2 separate regions of the Bos taurus genome follow, and region 1 is linked to region 2. The links are chromatin contacts, called in public Hi-C maps. All regions are on one chromosome and are shown on one strand. Each heading gives the region's core, a stretch centred on a gene start, on an enhancer-like site or on the middle of the called end of the contact. The rest is flanking DNA. Distances are from core to core; before and after follow the strand shown. Region 1 overlaps A1CF (APOBEC1 complementation factor). Region 2 holds the start of A1CF (APOBEC1 complementation factor).

Region 1 (2,700 bases), core at 49-2,548, 44 kb after region 2:
TATTTGACACACACACAGGGGAAAAAAAATAACATTACGATGATCCTTTCCTCCAGAATGTATTACTAGTGTGGGTCATCAACTCTGTGACATCTGACGCGCCTTTTTTCCAGAATTTTCTCCTTAAAACTAGAAAAATACATTTTCATAGACGATTATTTTCAGACAACTTTCTACCCAATGTGGGGTCAGTTTACACCAGTTCTGCTACAGGGAAGTCTAAATATATAGTTAATAAAGATCACTCGTAAGTAGTCTGAATATATTTTAAAGAAGACCCGCTGGTTATATAGTATTTTTAAGTGATTTAAAATATGGTGTGTGTTAATATTTTGTCCAATTACCCTATAGATCATCTATTTTCTAAAAATTATTACAACACAAATATTTATGTGGTATGTCCGTCCTACTGTTGTCTAATGCAGTGGTTGTTTTTAACAAAATTTCCCTTGCTTTTTCCCCTATCCTTATTATGAAACACAATGTGTTAGTATTAGTCCTTGAGATTACAGAAGTATAAATTATAGCAGCTGGCCTAAAATGCATATCAACTAATTGCAATGAAAATTAATTTATCTAGAATTTAAAAGGACACCATAAGACTGCATTAAATGGATATCACATTTCTGTTTAGAGCCTTAAAATTGACCATAGTCTTTGATCTAAGGAATAAGGACTAATATTTAGACATAAGGATGTTCATCATAGTGGAATTTAAAATGTTTAAAAATATTGGACATATCATCATAAATGTCCAATAAAATATTACTGGTCATATAAAATATGTCACCCTTATATTTCCAAATTATATGGTCATATAAAACTGTGATTTCAAAGAAAGACATGGGACAATGTCCAAATTTAAAAATTTAGTTAAAAATAAGAAAGCAAACCTGTATGTATCAGCTTACAGATCATATTTTAAGAAATTATTCACACACAAATATTAGAAGATAATAAAAGGTAATCTCTGATAAGGAAAGCTTTTTCTTTCTTGTGCTCTTCTTTATTTTCCAAACTCTTTATAGTGAATATGGATTATTTTTATTTCGAGGAAAAAATCTCATAAAGTAGAAAGTATTTCTATAAGCATTCAGTTAGGAATAGAAAACCTGGGAAAATTTAATGAAGAAAACTTCATTATTGAAGCTGGATGATAGATGCTTGGGTTCACTAGGCGATTCTAATTCTTTATATGTTTGCTGTATGCATATTTAATACTGATATAATCCAACACTTCCATTTCATTGTTGGAAAACAAGGTCCAGAGTTATACAGTTGAGTACAGACATAAGCCAGAGGTCAGCAAACTGATCTGTGCCTCACATGTGGCCACAGCCTGTTTTTGCAGTAATTTAAGGACATGAGTGGTTCTCACAATTTTAGAAGGTTGTTTTTTTTAAATCCTAAAATATCAACTATCTGGCCTTTTACAGAAAAAGTTTGCTGACTCCCAACTCTTACCCTTCATTTAGTACTCTATAAGTTAATCCATAGGTTTTTAAAATATTGAAGTACAGTTGATTTACAGTGCCTTGTTAATTTCTGATGTACAGTAAAGTGATTCAGTTATACGTGTGCGTGTGTGCGTGTGTGTGTGTACCTATATATATTCTTTTTTCATATACTTTTCCATTATGGTTTACTACAGGATATTGAATATAGTTCCCTGTGCTGTACTATAGGACCTTGCTTATCCACTGCATGCATATATATATATATATAGTTTACATCTGCTAACCCAAAACTCCCAATCCAATCCTCCCCTGCTCCCCCTCCCCCTTGGCAACCACAAGTCCGCTCTCTAATTCACAGTTCTTAAAGAAAATGCCCTATAACATAGATGAGGGTTTAAAATTCCTTAAAGGAAGTAGGAGCATCCCTCCTTGTCCTACCCACCAATTCAAGCCTAAACCCTCATTCCTTCACTTATTTATTTACTCCACAAATAGAGACATGGTGCCTACCTTCATGAAAATTACTCAAAGGAAGACAGAAAATAAGCAAGAAATAAAATAATAGCATAGAATGTTAAATGCTGCTGCTGCTACTGCTGCTGAGTCGCTTCAGTCCTGTCTGACTCTGTGCGACCCCATAGACGGCAGCCCACCAGGCTCCCCCGTCCCTGGGATTCTCCAGGCAAGAACACTGGAGTGAGTTGCCATTTCCTTCTCCAATGCATGAGAGTGAAAAGTGAAAGTGAAGTCGCTCAGTCATGTCCGACCCTTAGTGACCCCATGAACTGCAGCCTACCAGGCTCCTCCGTCCATGGGATTTTCCAGGCAAGAGTACTGGAGCGGGGTGCCATCGCCTTCTCCTGTTAAACGCTATGAATATCATAAATCAGGTCAAGTGACAGAATGGTAGAAGGCCTTCCTCAGACAAGATGACATTGAAGTTGAGACATAAAGGATGAGAGCAAACAAACATGGCCAGGAGCCAAAAACAAAGCAGCATCTTTAGCAGAGGGGACCACCTGGGGGGCACTGATTAACCAAAATATTTGTAAAATGCACAATGAGTTGTAAGCAGTGAAGACAATAGAGTGCCTCAATTTCAGTAAGATTACAGCAGATAAATAAGAAATCAGTGCTCTCCATCTTTCTCTTCCTTTTTCAATCAGTCATCAGTCTGCTCCTAGGAGCAATTTCCTCAAACTAGGGACAAAATACAGACTTTAATTCTCAAACTTTAATTTCT
Region 2 (2,700 bases), core at 70-2,569:
GCACCAGGTGAATCCAGGGTAAGATTTCCCCACACGTTGGGAAATCATACACACCCAGACTGAGCCTTCACTACGAAAACCAAAAAACCTGCCTGGTGAGGGGCGTCCACTCCCGAGGAGGTTGTGGAGAGATGCAGTACTTAGAGAGCTGTCAGCTGGGAGGGGCCTGACGCCTCCCTCAGGATTCATTCCAACGTCACAATTCCAGGGCAAAGCAACAGTTCCGGGAGTGTTTTTGCTTAACTTTGTCAGGCATTGCTCTGGGAAAAGTCTAGGAATATCTAGACTTCCTTGTGTTTGAGAGCTGAAAACTGTGGGCAGAACTAGCATCCCAACAGTACGCTTTATATTACCAGATGTCATTATGGAATGACTGACTGTAAAATAAAATAAAACACAGAATGAACAAGCACTTCTGTTAGTAGTTGCTTCCTAGAAAAGCAGACTCCTCTTATTAGAACTGAAGCTAAGCATGTCCTCTAATTTCAGTGTTGGGGCCTGTGGTTTATAAATCCTTACAATTTATTCAAAATTAGGAGGGTCTTTATTTTTTTCAGTGGGCTTTATGACTCTTAGAAATTTCTTCCATAGACTGGAGCTCTTATCAGAGAATTGAGAATGTTGAGTTTATATCTTTGGAAATACATTTGCCTGTTCTTTAATAAACACAGTTGCCACTGAGATTGCAAGTAACGAACAGCCTTGGCTCTCAAATTACCTCAGTACATGGCTGATTACATGGCTCTCTTCAAATCTGAATGAGCAGCTTATATAAAAAGAAGCCTGCTTTCCCCAACATGATCTGACACTATTTATTTGGTTATGTAAATACCTTATGTGTTCTATTTTTCTAAGCCTGCATTTATCTGCATACTTGACCTAAAACTCCACACTTTATTCCATGTAATACAATGATATAAGGAGTGTGAAACATTCTCTTAAATTACCATAGGCTTAATATCATTTTGGCATAGCAGAAAACAAGGGACTTAATATAAAAGAAAGCTTAGTTATCCAAATTGCAGTGAGTTCTACTTTTTAAAATATATGTCACTTAAAACACATCAAAATAATATTCACCTCAATGATTTTTAATACAAAATTCATGTTAATATGGTAAAGAAATGACAACAGTAATTTTGTAGATTCTGCTTGGGTTGTAGTGACCCAATTATCTGGTCAAAGGGCTGCATGGATGCAAGAGACAGGGTGAGTTAAAGTTTAACTCCCAGGAATTGTAAACCAAACCTAAAGCCACTGAACCTTTGGAGTTTGATATGATGATTAGAGCATAACCAGAGTGACACGTTGAATTCGCCATAATCAAGGAAACCTTTTCCGGGTGGGAATCTCTGAAATCACTCAGGTATGGTTCATGTGTTTTGATTTTTCTATTTCAACTCTGTGAAACTGTGCCATGTGGATCAGTGGGAATGCAGTGAAACAGCTTTTACGCGCTTCCACAAGAGAGCTGAATTCAGGGATATTTCTAGTTTGCTTTTATACTGATAAAGCCATCTGAAAACAAAAGAAAATATTAGAATGATCATATAATCTCAAAATGAGACAACAGCCAGCTTTTGTTCTTTGAGTTAATCAATTTCTGAGGGTAAAAAAATCATGCAGATTTATCACATCAGGTTCAAGAGTCAGGCTAATGTTTCTGAGAAATGTATTTAGCAATAGCCAGACAGCCGGGAGAGTTGTGGTTGACTGTCTGTTCTGGTCCTCGGATCTGGGGAAGCATAAAAGTGTAATTAACAAGAGAAATGGTATTAACAGCAATGACAGATTCTGCGTTCTCTGTGGGGGTCATAATTTCTACCATATTTTAGATTTCACATATTCATTTATCTCCCTTCCTTTCCTCCTTTATCCTGCACCACCACCAAAAACATAAGAAAACAAAACAAAAGCAGTCATGGAAAATTTTTGGTCTTGAGTGTATTAAATCTCTACCTTCAGATGGCTTAATTATTAGATCTTTTCCTTTCAGGATGGTTTGGGCAGCTGTGCTGCAGTGGATATATTTCACGTGACCATTTTGTTCACTCCGAAAAAGATGATTCACAATCAGACTATGATGGTATTCTATCTAAAAAAGGAAATCAATCAGGGCACTTACCAGGAATATCCCATTCCTCCCAGAAATCTCTTAAATATTCTAATTGAAATAGTTTTGTTCTATAATTGTCAGAGTAAGTTCCAGGGAGAATGGTAAAGAAGCGTGTTCCAAGTCAAATACGTTTTTTGGACTGTTCACCTGGGTACTGTGTGTCTTTAAGAAGATGACTAACATAGCATTATTTTGCATTGGGCAGGATTCGTGTTTTGTAAAACATGCATTGGCAAATTTAACTCTTGCTATAATTTAGGAGCATCAAAGATGTGGTAGTCTGGCCTGAAAATTCTTTATTATATGTGCTGAGATGCATACAACAGAGCATAGGTTAAGAAATAAAAGTGAAATCACTTATTTTAAAGCACTGAAGCATTGCTCTGCTAAATATAGGTAATAAACAAATGACTTACAGGTTCATCTTTAAGGACCATATTTTCTGGAATAGTATGGATACTCTCCATTTGAGAAAATTCTCACATTTTACTGTTTCAGTTTATTATTTATCAAATGTAAGGGAAGGGGAAAGATGGTTGTCCAAAAAAAAAAAAAGAAAGAAAGAAATTAGTTATCATGGACAA

The links. A called contact is a pair of places that touch in the nucleus more often than the background predicts.
Region 1: a contact with region 2 is called in a Hi-C map of liver, with 1.9 times the contacts expected there. The contact joins the enhancer-like site here to the promoter of A1CF in region 2. A contact is called at or near these places in 2 of 11 Hi-C or Micro-C datasets (liver and skeletal muscle).

Annotation. Positions count from the first base shown.
Region 1 is chr26:8,498,138-8,500,837 of ARS-UCD2.0, forward strand. All of the region lies in intron 2 of A1CF (APOBEC1 complementation factor), which reads left to right. Among named protein-coding and RNA genes, the nearest start is that of A1CF, 44 kb to the left of the region's middle. Within about 2 kb of position 1,299, at least 1 of the 102 cell types and tissues checked has an H3K27ac peak or open chromatin away from gene starts, as enhancers often do. A contact at or near this core is called in liver, where this site is marked.
Region 2 is chr26:8,454,095-8,456,794 of ARS-UCD2.0, forward strand. A1CF (APOBEC1 complementation factor) reads left to right here and starts at 1,320. Exons shown (of 12, transcript XM_005225375.5): 1 at 1,320-1,366.